2 separate regions of the Anas platyrhynchos genome follow, and region 2 is linked to region 1. The links are chromatin contacts, called in public Hi-C maps. All regions are on one chromosome and are shown on one strand. The core of a region is the stretch at or near the end of the contact, and the rest is flanking DNA. Distances in the headings are between cores, read along the strand shown. Region 1 overlaps PAPOLG (poly(A) polymerase gamma). Region 2 holds the start of PEX13 (peroxisomal biogenesis factor 13).

Evidence for each region. Hi-C and Micro-C count contacts between places; a contact is called where the count stands out from the background.
Region 2: a contact with region 1 is called in a Hi-C map of subcutaneous adipose tissue, with 2.1 times the contacts expected there. The contact joins the promoter of PEX13 here to the enhancer-like site in region 1. A contact is called at or near these places in 4 of 8 Hi-C or Micro-C datasets (liver, skeletal muscle and subcutaneous adipose tissue).

Annotation. Positions count from the first base shown.
Region 1 is chr3:6,533,795-6,540,350 of IASCAAS_PekinDuck_T2T, reverse strand. The region is part of intron 22 of PAPOLG (poly(A) polymerase gamma); the gene reads right to left. Among named protein-coding and RNA genes, the nearest start is that of REL, 13 kb to the left of the region's middle. Within about 2 kb of position 4,295, at least 5 of the 8 cell types and tissues checked have an H3K27ac peak or open chromatin away from gene starts, as enhancers often do. A contact at or near this core is called in subcutaneous adipose tissue, where this site is marked.
Region 2 is chr3:6,612,557-6,619,593 of IASCAAS_PekinDuck_T2T, reverse strand. It overlaps PEX13 (peroxisomal biogenesis factor 13), which reads right to left and starts at 2,193. Exons shown (of 4, transcript XM_027453279.3): 1 at 1,901-2,193; 2 at 1-189. The coding sequence starts at 1,974. It overlaps PUS10 (pseudouridine synthase 10), which reads left to right and starts at 2,104. Exons shown (of 18, transcript XM_027453278.3): 1 at 2,104-2,143; 2 at 3,040-3,176; 3 at 4,769-5,035; 4 at 6,808-6,894. The coding sequence starts at 3,051.

The sequences.
Region 1 (6,556 bases), core at 3,046-5,545:
GAGAAAACTTCCACTTGGGTTGACTGGAATTTCATCTGAGTGATAAAAATACACAGCCATGCAAACATACCATTCATTTAAGTATTGTAAGAGTGAGAGCTACCTCTAACTTGCTGCAATCTATCATTCATTCAGAAAGATGCAATGTACCAGTTCACATATATGACATTCAAAAATCAACTTACCCCATTCAGTAGCTACCACCTTTTCCTAAAGGAAGGCATTTGGCTTCTGATGAAACCAAGCGTCATTTTAATGTTGAATCTAAAGTCAGATAGCTTTGGACCTAAAATGCACAATAGTGAAATGAAGTCTCATATCATGGCTGTGCGTTGGAGGCCAACCTGTGGAAAAACCTAGGTGCTATGCTGCAGTACCTAACATGCATTTTAGGGATTCATGTTTCTCCCAGTAACGGTGTCTCCATCTCATTCAGTTCCTCAGCATTATTTTGTGACACGTAAGGACTACGTGGCTTTAACACAACCTGAAGCAAGGAGCCTCCTATGCTGAAATGTACTTTGGGATATACAGCTTCCCATAAAATTTGGTGGGATAATTCTACAAAGATTTACTCAGTTAAAAGCTACGCTCATCCTTCACATAAAAGCCAGGATTAGGTGCTACAGCAGCACTTTCTCTACTCAGCAGCAAAGAAAGGCATCTCTAGCAGAGTGTCTAAACCCAGATCTTAAAGACTAAGTAAAAAGTCACCTGGGATTTGGACAGTTAGGACTCAAGTACTGGTCTTTTTAGTATTTGTCTTTTTTTTTTTTTAAAGGAAAAAAACTCAGCATCCACTCATTTTTCTGAAGCAGCTACTGGTAATTCCTATTTTAACAACTCTATCATCAGGAACTACTGGGATTCCCCCTTAACAACCTCACTCACCCCTGCAGTGATAAAATAAAAACTCACCCATCAGCACTTAGCAGGCTGTTAACGTGGATTTGATAGACCTGTCGTACTGTGTGTTGTGCTAGAATTCTTGGACTTTTTTGTGGAGAATGAAAAATAAGCAAGGAAGATCAGTGATGATGATCCTTCTTCCTAGGAAAGTAATCAACATCTGGAAGGAAAGCTGTTTAATATTTAAAACTATAAATAAGCAATAAGAATAGTGGGCTACCAGTTCCATAGTGGCTTAAAAATCAGTAGCTCGTTACAGTTATAATCTCTTAGAGACCGTTACAGTCCTTCTCAGCTGGATACAGTAACTGACATGTACTGGGAACCCCCACTGCAAGCATGGACAACATGACTTAAAAAAAAAAATAAGGGTCAAATAACAGTTTCACATATTCAGGAAATTTGGCTTCAGTTTCAGGTATTGGCACAAGCTTTTTTCGGATCTCTCTCAACTTACTAGTTTCTATAACAGATCTGTTAATGCAGAGATTTAAGGAAAAAAATCAGAAATGTTGTAAATTATTATTAAACACCAAAAAAGAATTTCCATACTGTCAAGAAAATCCTTGACAAAAGTGCACACTAGTGCCAAAACTTAATGCAAATTTTTAGTCTAAGGAACAATTAATGGGCACCCTGGTTCATCCTCTGTCCTTATACTTCAGATGAGAAATCATCTTCAACTTGTTAGTGGCATCCATTACTTATCAAACAGAAGATCATCCCATGTTTCACAACAAAAGCTCTCCTTAATAAATAGCTGAAAATCAAATCTAAGCAAAAGAGACGGTGACTTGAGGAAAGAAGTTCATAAGCAAGCAAGAGCTGATGAAGTAACAGTCTTGCTTAGGAGTCACTAAGAACTTGTGGGTAGTTTAAGCTGAAGTCTTAAACTTTTCTAAGTAGTTGCTCTGCTTTTATTTGACGTTTGAGACCTTCATACAAGGACAAATAAAAGTGCAGCAGGGTTTCCCCAGTGATATCACAGCCACTGAAATAAGGGATGACCTTTAAGGCTGAAAACATGCAAGGCTAAGTTTGAACATACGACCCCCTCCCCCATCTGAGCTCCACAGTTCGGCTTCTGGCCAATCCATCTCTGCTTATTTGTTACCGAAAGGTGAACTGAAAGCAGCTTTAATTAAGCTGAGCCCAGAGAACACAGATACTGCCCTTACTGAGTTTTCCCCCCATGAAGTCATAACACATAAGAATGGGAGAGAAAAATCAATTGACTTCATTACTTATTTCTGTCAGAGAAATATAATTCAGTACACTGATTTATAGTTTCACAGGCTTGTGCCAATATTTACCCTGAATTACAGAGAAGTAAACATCTCTGTACTTACGCAACTTATCATTTGGTGTAACCCAATGATTTATTTAGTGGGAAAGCAGGGGACCAGGGGATTCCCTTGCTTTCTCATTGCTAGCACTTAGCTGATTGCAACAGATTCATTTTCCTCAAAATGCAACTCCCAGAGATGTATTTTTATCCCATCTGATTTTCTTAACTTACTGCAGACAACCACTTTATAGAAAGCACTGTTATCTAGCATTTTCCCATTGCTGATGATTTGATAACTTAGAGATTTGTTTTGCAAATGCATTCAACAGAACCTACATCGGTTTGGTTCACAGAATCTATCAAAGTTGTTATTCTGTACAGCAAAAGAGGTATAAAGACCTGTAAAAACACTCAAAACAAGTTAGTAAAGTTAACATACACTATTACTATCCAAGACAAAAACGGAAGTAAACGTAACCAGCAGCTACAAATCTTGCAAGAAACACTGAAAGGTTTCTGGTTTCGCATATATGATTCAGAAGCAGGAACAACATTCAGTTTCCTGAAGGTCTAATGCCTGCCTCATACAGGAGAGCAAAAAATGTGTAACTTCAAAAACAAGCGTAATTATTACTGAGCTCTAAGGAAATGCTCACAATGCTGCGTTTATGTCCTGTCCTTCTACTTAAGTAGTGGAAGAGGTTGTACACTACATGATTCAACAAAACTTCAACTTTTCTTCTCTGCATGCACTTGAATATAGTTCATATGATCACCTTCTGTTCTTGCCCAGCAAGCACACAGGAAGAAAACTGCTGCAACAAAATAAATTCTAGCAATTTCCAGCTCTAGTACCTACCGACTGAAGCATTAACTACGTTTTTGTTGTTTGTTCGGTTGTTTTACCATCAGTGCCTTCTGTTAGTTATGGCTAGTCAACACTTCCTATTTTAGGACCACATTTTCAGTTACTCCCAAGTTTGCAAAAAAAAACGTTCTCTAGAGTATGATTACATATATTGCCCCCATCTGATTTTTAGGAAAAACAGAACAAAATGACTTGGTCATTTCTAAGAATGAGTCACAGGGAAAGCGTGCCACCTTAATTATATTCAAAGAACTCAAAACTTTTAAGAAACTCTCAACTTCTTCAGATTTCAGAAACAGGGACATGAAATTTAGCATGGAAGCTGTGCTGGTGTCACTATTGGACTTTTTACCGTTCCTTTGAAAAACCACACAAATCTGGGCATGTGTTGAGCTTTTTAAAAGTCTGAGCTTACACATGCCTGCAGACTTGCTTAGTAAGAAAAAAAGTCATCAGCTTTCTCTCTGCTGCACGTACTGTGGAGAGTGAGCGAGATGGTCCCTGCCGAAGGCTGCTGCTTGCCTGGCTGCCACAAACTAAAATTGAAAGTAGATTATTTCTCTGGTTTCAGGACTCCCAGGGTTTTCTGTCCAGCACAGAAAAAAAACCACAACACACGTCAAGTGTAAAGGGAGCAAAGATAAATTTGGGTGGGAAAGGAAGATGTAAATATCAGGGAAGATAGGAAGGTAGGCAAGAGTCTCAGACCAGCCAAAAAGAAAAGAGGTGAGCTATGATTAAGAATAAAGGATGGGTGTCAAGCATGATGAATCAGACAGGGTCTTCCCAGCAAAGAGGAACTGCCCAAAGACGAGCTGTCCCAGTTTGATTTCTATCAATGTCCTGAAGGTCAGAGAGCTGAGAACCCACCAGGTTTTATCGTCTGGAGTAACAGAATTACCGGTCCCCTGGCTACTGTTTTGCTAAGACTTCCACTACCCCAGAACACCAGGAGAGGTCCAGCAGGGGGCCAGGTCTCAGCTGTTGGGCTGCAACCACACGCTGGTCCCCCAGCCACAAGTGCAGAGAGCAGCTGAGGGAACCCTGAGCTGCAGGAGTCGATGCCGGGAGGCAGCTGAGGGTGCTCACAGCCCGTGACTGCCCTTCCTTCTCAGCCCTAGAAGCTGAGAAACATCCCCACCGCCCTCTGCTCGGCCCAGCAGGGTTCAAGGCAGCGCGAGAGCCTGGGCTGTCGGGCACCACAGGGCTGCAGGGGTGTTTCCCAGCCGCCTGCCCGCAGAGCGCTGCGGTCACATGCCAGCACCGTCACAGCAGCTCTCAGTCCCCAGCCTGCCCCCGCTGCAGGAAACTCGCCCCAGCGTGGGAAGCCTGGGCCACAGCCCCCCATACCCGACAGCTCTCCCCACCCTGTAAAGAGCACGCAGCCCCCACAGTCGCTCGATGGGTGGGCAAGGCAGCAGAGCAGCCCCCGAGGTGGTCCCGTGGGAGGAGAAGGTGCCCGTTTACACAGGAGCACAATAGGGTGACCCCTGCAGTGGTTTGATTTCCTTCAGAGCTGGGGTGCTGCTGCCTGCAGCCATGGGGTGATCAGCCCCTCAGCTGTAGGCAGAGGCATAGCCTGCTACAGCCCAGCCCATGCCTGTCATTTACTGGTAATGCACAGGACCAGGCTCTTTATAAGAAGTGTGATGAGGTAATGCAAAAATTCAGCTAGGAGTTTTTGCTTGTGCTTAAGCCAAGCAGCTTATTTCACCAAATATTACATAAAAGCGGTAGTAAGCCCCCTCCTTCCCAAAAATCAACAGCAGCAGTTTCAAGATACCTCTCACCTCCCCCCCACCCCCTTTGCTTTTTACTCACCGGGACAAGAAATATTCTATCACCCTTAGTTGCTACAGGGACATGCACTGCAACAGAAGCATAGGTAATTCAGAAGCTGCTCCTTTGGTGATACTGAGCAAAGAAAACCCTGGGATACAGGAATTCCTGCAATGGAATTCCTTCCATGTAGTTAGTAACTTGGAGGCATCTGAATACACAGAATTTGTGTCCAAATGTATGTACAAAATACAGCCAATCCTTTTTAATGAGATTAATTATTCCTCTCTCCCCCCTTCTACCTCAATCTCCAAGCCACACACACAAAAGCCAGTTAAGAATGCAGATAGAAAAGGACACTTCCCAGGAAGTCCGATGGAATATAGGCTCACTGAATTCTTTTACAACTGGCTAACTTAACTTTCAGTGCCTTTAACAGAAGACTTGGTGCATAAAAAAGGAAAACACAGTTGTTGCAATTTGAACTCTCATCAAAACAGCTGAAATCTAGCCATTAACCCACCAAAACCAAGAGGAGAACACTCAGAACACCAGATAACAACACAGCCCTGGGGCAGCACTGCACTTCTGCAGTATCTAGGGAAACCCCAGAGCAGTGAGGTCACCGTGCACCGCACCAAGCATTGAGCCAGGGTATATATAGAGGAAGTGTGTATCCTCACCTATTCTGGATCAAGTCCCAGAAATCAGTAACCTAAATCCTTCCTAAACATTCTTTACCCAAAGAGGGGAGAAAAAAAAATAGAGTAAGAGCGATTAGAAGGTAACCGTAAAGCAAGAGTAAAAAATAATTGTGAAAGCATTCCTCAGTAACCATGAGCCAGCTCAGTTTAAGACCAGTTGTATTAATGCGTGTGCTAACAGAGGGGTTAAGGGCAGAACAGCCCAGAACAGGCTTAGAATACTCAAAAGGAATAGTTTGTTTAAAAGCTTGATATTACAGAGTTGTAGACTACTACAAAGACAACTTTGTTATTTAGTTTGCTATTTACCTTATCACCTACTAAGGATTTTTTGTTTTTAAGATAAATTCTCCCTATTCTTTTGAAGTCCTTAAAAGTCTTGTTAAGGTTACAAGTGGACACTTAAATGAACTCAGAATTGCTGCTAAAGCCAAGCAACTTCTTTTTACAGAAATGCAGGGGTATCTATTGTTCAAGTGGCAAACTGGGAATTCAGCTGTCAATTCAGTTTACGAATTGCACTATTCATTCCATGGGCATTCATTCAAGGCCTGAACACATCAACAGCAGGAAAGTAGCGATATTAACTCAAGCTGACTACATTTTGCAGAAAGTTGTGCCCACCTGTTCCTATCCCTCTGTACAACTGGTTTGCCATTTTATTTTCAGTTTTGCTTTTTCTTAACGTGAGCCCATCTACATTAAAAAAGATGGAGGAAAGACAACTGAAGACTTCAAATTTCTTTGGATGATAGTATTCGACAGTACATACAAAAATACTCTGAAAAAGACAACTTCATTTACAAATATCACCAATTATAAAGAAATTACAATCAAAAGATAGCATATTTACCATAATTAGAATCTCTCCACCCCCAAAACCCCTAATGCACTTTACTGAGTAAGCAGTGTTATCAGTTCGTTTACAGAACCAGACTTAAGGCTACTACAAGTTTTCAAGCAACCATTTTGAACAGCTTCCAGGATTTCACTGAAATGCAGTACCAC
Region 2 (7,037 bases), core at 944-3,443, 81 kb before region 1:
TAGCTTCCATAAAAAGAGGTTCCATATGAACCATAGCCTGGAGTATAAGAACTGCTATAGGCTGGCCTGAAAGTGCTCAGACCGCTGCTTCCTGTTTGCTGTGATGGTCTTGGCAAAATAGGTGGGGGTATTCGTGCAACTGTGGGGTGTCCAGGTCTGGTCAGCAAGTTGTCACCCAAGTCAGGAGACCTAAACAAATTCAGACAATCAAGATCAGTACTCAAAATAAGGTTGCATTTTTATTTTCCTCAGAGGTCTTGACTAACTATAAATATGATAGCGCATTTCAGTAGTGTCAGGTTGAGGAACTTAGTAGCCAGTATATTGCACAATGTTTGTGAGAAGTAAAAAATTCAGCCAAGAAACACAGGTCTTTTAGGAAAAAACAAAACATTACAAAAAAAAGAGATATTCTTTGTAAGGATGGAACTGCAACCCAACTGAAACATACAGATGGAAAAACCTTCAGCTTATTTATCATATAGACTAAGAAAGCAGGAAATGCTGCATCCAGGCCTATCACGCCTGCTGCTGTAACACCAAAGTTGTTTATCTTCATGCAAGGCTGTCTTACACATGCAACCAAGAATATTTTGCAATATGAAAGCTTTATTTCCAATACTTGTTCTCATCTCTCCTAGATAATAAGCCAGTGGTACAGCAGGAAAGAAGCCTGACAGCTCCTTTGAATCCACCCCTAGAGAAGGGGGTGGTGTGACCTAATTGAGAATCCAAACCATTATACAGCATGTGCAAGGCCTTAGGGTCCCCTGCTTTACCTTCTCTCCCCAACCTTTCTAATCACCTTTATGCAGAACATTTAGAGATTAAATCTATTATCAGTTAGCAGAAAAGGTGTTATAAGTCAATCTTTTTTTCTTTTTTTCTTTTTTTTTTTTTTTAATTAAATGAACTTCTGGCCATTTGCATGCCTGTAAATTTCAGTCGGCTTACCTATGCCCTTTGCAGTAAGCCTCTGAGCACTAACTAGGGTGGTATTTGAATTCTATGAACCAGGTGCCAGCTTTTGCTCTTTTCAGCGTGAAACACACTTGCTATTGTCAGTTACACCTAAGATACAAAACAACTTCCTCTGAGCAAAACCTACAGTTGGCAAAGCAGAGCATAATATTTGTATCTTCATCATGTTCGCCTCTTCCATCTTAGACTTTAACTCTCCCAACAGTTAAAAACAGAAACAAGAATAAGGCATCACCACAGAGGAGACGCTACGCACCCAACAGGCGCTTTAGGACACCTCACTTTTAAGCTCCTTGAAGCAATTTAAAACGAAGCAGATAATCCCACCCAGGAAAAATAACGTTACGCTTCCACTCGGCGAGCTGCAGCTTGTGGTGCGAGCAGGGACCTGCTGCTGGGAGCTGCACCGGCTCTGGCCCTCGGCTTGGGGCTCACCTTTTGCCCACTTTCAACTCCCTCTAACTGCTACCACGGGCACCGAGTGACAAACAAGGCTGATCCTCACCCACCAAGCTTTGATTTCTGGTTTAAAAAAAATGATGTTGTGCACCACCCCGCGCTGTGTTTGCTGACAGCAGGCAGCGGGGCCAGCTGCCCCCATTCCCCTGCCCGCCTCTCCCGGGAAGCCCACGCACCCCCTCGGCCTCCCGAGCCCTAGCAGCGTGTTTCCCCACCCGGGGCCGGCTTCCCCACGCCGCACACCCTTCCTCCTCCCCAAAAACCTCCGGCGAGCGGCCCCAGCCCACCCCGAGCCCCACGGAGCCCCCTCAGGCTCCGGCCCGACCTTTGAGCCGCCCTCAGGGAAGGCGGCCGGGGGGGGGGGGGGCGCTGATAGCAGGCAGGCAGGCAGCCGCCCGGCCCCATTCCCCGACCCCATTCCCCGTCCCCAGCAGGCGCCCCCCGGCTGCCCCGCACTCACTGGAAGGCGGGCGCCACGCTGCCCGCCAGCCGCCGGTTCTCCCAGGGCTTGGGAGGCGGCGGCTGCGACGCCATCTCCGCCTCGCTGCGGGCCCGGCTGTGGGCACGGCACAGCCCAGCCCGGCCCCCGGCGGGCGGGTGCGGCAGCAGCGAGCTCCGCTCCGCTCCTCTCCTCTCCGCTCCGCTCCGCCCTGCACCGCCTCTGCGCGGCCCTCGGCCGGCCCTGCCGCCCGCCCGGATCGAGGTGAGCGCGGCTGCCCGCGGCCTTATGGCGGCCGCGAGGAGCGGGGCGCGGAGGGAGCGGCTCCGGGAGCCGCCTCAGGAGCGGGGGGGGCCCGAGGAACCTCCCCGGCTCCCCCCTGCTGGGTCTCCGGGGCTTGGCGGTGAGGGAGTGAGGCGTCGGCACGGCCGCGCTCAGGTGGCAGGAAGCTGAATTAAGTTAGCCCGTGTTTCCCCAAAGTACGTTTATTTTTATTATTTTTTTTCCTTCTAAAATGGAATTTCGAGTTTTCTACCTGCTCCTCGTTTCTATCGCCCATCATAAAGAGTCCCCATCTCGTGGAAAATTAACCGAGTTAATAACTTTTCCTATTCTCTGAAGGTCTTCCGTGACTGAGGTATTTCTAACGCTATGTGAGGGACACCAGGTGTGTACCAACGCACCCTGCCACACAACGCCTCAGGTGGCATCAAATGCTGCCTGGAGGAGCTAAACCCCAAATAAAACCAGGTCTTCCGCCAGCGAGCAATAGACTTGTGGAAATTTAGTCGATAAAAGATGTTACAGAGGCAACAACAAAACTGTGGGAGACAGAAGAGAAGGTTTGGAGGAAAGATCTGTTAGTTTACCAACAGACAAATGACAGCAGCTCAGAAAAGTCCCCCAAAGCAGGGATAACTGGACACAGAGGTAATATAACCTACACACACACATTTTCCTCTCATATATGTTTGTCCCTGCTTTGGAAGACAGTAGACTAATTGAACTTTTGGTATGAACAATTGTAGTTGTTATATGCGTCCTCAAGTTTCCTAGATAGCCAGTAAGGGTGAGTACCTCACTGGGAGCTAATTGAGTCCTTTTATTGTTGAGTTGCTGAATTATGTTTATCCTTTTTTTTTTTTTTCTTTTAATTTTAGAATTATCCAGCATGTCTTCGCTAACAGAAAAGGACAAACCAATTGTTCAGCTATTACTGAACACTGGCACTTGCCCACGATGTATTTTCAGGTTCTGCCGTGTGGGATCACAGACACTTTATAGACATCCATACAAGGTTTGTTCTTTGTATTCCTAATTAGAATGTGTGAACATATGAACGCAGTGCTCTTTGCACACCCATTGGAGATGATGTTGCATGCTCAGGTTCTTTGCCTGAGAGGAAAATGCTTTGCAAAATGAGTTATGGAGAATGACTGCTACACTGTGCAAATCTGAGAACTGACGAAAATGGTAGAATACAAGAATTGTTGTGGGTTTGGTGTTAACATTGACTGTGAAAGTTGCTACGCGTTACCTGGAAACACCGGTAAACAGGGCAGAGTAGCTTCTGCAGAGCACGGATCTATCACTTCTTAAGCAGTGCAGCTATGACAGTTCCCTCCTTTATTTTTCCTTTAATGTATTAAGCAGCAAAGAGGCTGTGGGTCACTGCAGCTAATACAGAGAAGGAACCATCTGTTTACTTTTGCCTCATACTTCCTCTTTATTTAAACAGAATTGATTGGTGGACTCTAACTAAAAAATGGCCCAACAAGGTGAAGGATAAATCTACCATTTTCAGACAAACTGAGTGTTATTAGGCATCCTGTTTAGTAGACCTTACTGCTGAAATTCAACATTCTCCAAATTTTTCCTAGTTGTGCACAATCATTCTTGCCTGTGTTCTTGTATTAGACATTTCTCAGCTTGGTTTTGGCTATTTGCTCCTCTACCATATTGTTTCTCTGAGGTATCATCGCGCAGGCCAAATATACATTTCCGTATACCTGGTCCAATCCCTTGTCTTTATGCTGGCATCTTATGGTGTTTGTCTTGATTTTTTATTTTTTTTTTTTTTACCTTTATTCAAGTTTAGACGCTCCAGAATTCATCTTTCAAATTTATCTTCTTTATCCTTTTCCATTTTCTATCAATCATTTGACAAGTGTTCATTCTGTATGCTGGTTTTCATTCTTTTGCAGCTCTACCCAATTTTCCTACTGAGTTGTAACAACACAGTAACTGCTGTCTTTTGTGTTGGAGATGTTTTAATAAATCTTTTTTTCTGAACTATATCTTATCTCTCTATGTCATCCTTCCTAAATTTCGGATGTAGTTAATTCTCTCTCCTCACCAGCACACCCTTGAATATTTGTAGGCTTCTCTCGTTACATGAAGTTGTTCCTCCTCTGTCACGTGTATTTAATTTCACCCTCAAATTTATCTGGCCTCATTTTCTTCTCATACTGTAGTGGCCAACTGTCTTCCTAGTCATTTTAGCTAATTGAGTTGGGATAATTAAATTCTGACATAATCTAAGTGACAAAAAGACAATAAACACTGGTTTTCATTGAATAGCAATGGGGTTGAAGATGAATGAATTTCTGCAAGTCAGTCTGTGAAATGTTACCGCTTTTCTTGGATGGCAAAGAAGTCTGTTCAGCAAAAATCAATGTCTTTGGGTAACATTTTGACAAAAATACAGCTTGTAGCTTTTTTAACTGTGCAGATGTCTTTTGGTGTAAATTAAAAGTTATTAATTACATACACAAAGACTAAAGTTGGGTGGTTGCTACTGCCTTTTAGAGCTGTGTTTGTAAGTGCTTTTTACAGCATTTGATAAAAGAGAAGCAATCAACAACAGTACAATCCTTTTGTTTGTGTTAGGATTTGATGAAGGATCTGACAGAATTCCTAAAAAATAATCAACAACAAGAAGATGCAGCTGGTTTTGGCATAGTTGATCCACCATGTAAGCGAATCAGACTTGAACACACAGAAGAGGTGCCTGATGATCTGAACCAGAATGGAGTGCTCAAGCACGTTCCTTTGGTTAATGATGACAGTGCTGCTGTGGAGAACTCGACTGTGGAGGTTTGCAATGTGTGTTTGGGAATTCTTCAGGAGTTCTGCGAGGCAGACTTTGTCAAAAGGGTAAATAACCAGTTTTTAATCCATACGTGTACTTTTTAGGAGCTTTTGTATGTTGGGGCCTGCAGCATGGAGTTGGTTATTAAAAACACCGTATATGCAGTTAAACGACTGAGAGAAAGAGCAAAGCATTTATCCATTTTGAATATTTGAAATGTAGGTGGCGCCATTCAACTACGTACTGCTCGTTGACATAGTGTTTGCATACCTCTCCTGCAGCTGCAAAATAGAATTTGTCAGTGTGACCATATTTTACCCAGGGTTTCTCATAATGTAACTTCAAAAATAGCAGTGCAGGTGCAATGGAATGACTGATAGAAACCTTTTTTCCTAAGAAAAAGATTAACAGATACGTAGTTACGCGAAGTTAGGAGATAACCTGAGGTTCAGCTGCTTAGAGTACAAATAAAACCTCACTGTAAATGATGATCTCTGTTCACTTTTTGCTATGGAAAGGTAAAATGAGGGGGGCATCAGATGCAGTGCTCTTCAGCTTAACTAAGTGTTCCTAATATAGCAGGAGTGTTTCTTTACCATATAGTACTATTTAGAAAGTCACAAAGGAAGAAAATGTTTTGGTGATACAACAGATTGCAGACATTGGAGGAAATATAGGAGAGTTACGGGCATAATGAGCATTGTGCACATCTCTGAGCAATGAAATTGCTTATGTGAAAACCTAAATGTCAGCTTGAAAAATTCCACTTGCATTGGAGGAGTCTAACTGAGATTTAATAGGAAAGAATTTGGTTTAATAGCATTACTGTATAAAAACTAGAACTAAATAGAAAGTGTAGTATATAGTTTCTGTTGAAGTGTGTGGTATTTCTTTTTTGTTTCCATTGAAAGAGTGCATGTATGTTTACTGAATCTACGTTTAAGACTTGTTTTGGAGATACACTCTTGCACAGCAATGGAAAATCTCACAGCATTTGTTACAGGCTCCACAAAACCTGTTTTTCTTATGAGGAAATTTCCTTGTTTGAGATGTCGATTTCATCTTGAAAGCTCGTAATTAGTCTTTGTTAATATTCACTAAAATCACTGAATTTATTTATTTTTTCTCCATGTGTGTTTAAGCTTCCTTCCAGTAGAGACATGCAGCCATCAGTTTTCACTAGCTTACTTGAAAAAGCTTGATGCCTGTTTTGGTTCTTGCTTTATTTCCAGTGACAAACATGATTTTTGTATCAAAGCACAGTAGAAATCTAGGCGACGTTCCTACTTACTTGTAGTGGTTGTATAGTAATCCCGAGAAAATGTAGGTGTTCTGTTGTAAACTGAAAGATGAAACATTCCGTTCTATTCTGTTACTTTGAAGGCTGAATTATTACTGTGGAAACCCATTTGTTTCTGTCTTATCCCAGGACCTTAAACATTTTTGTTACAGAGTTGTATCAGTGCCACAAAGAAAAATATTCTGAGTCACCTGTTCTAGACTTTGGTCACTGTGGTATAATGCCTTACACCAAAATTTATGTATACAATTGGTTTTAACCATAAAATAATGAGTTTTGTTGTTTCATAATGCCACAGCAATAAGGATAACAGTTCATTAGTGTCATCTGTTTCTTGTTTGTTTGTTTGTTTCCCTTTTAAAAAAGGGCTTGTATTTCAATAAATTATCATGGATTAGTCTAGTTTGTATGCTTGGCATCTATCTGAGTGTGTATTAATATGGATTTACAGTGATGATGCTAGAATAAAGAATATCCTAAAAGATTATCAACTCACTTCCATTGCTGTAGTTTAATATTAAAATCCTTCTCTTATAGGTGTGTGAAAAGGTTAAATCTGCTGACTATCAGTTCACCAGTTTTGTATTTTCTGTGTCACTACCCCCACAGCTGTCTGTTAGGGAGGTAAGTTTTTACAAATATATTTTCATAACTTAAATGCGTATTAAAGAAAACAACTGTGAAAGGTATGAACTGGAGATTGGTGTTTGTTTGCTTTTTTTAAATAATAGCAATTAAAAATCAAACTAAAACACGTTAGAAGTGAA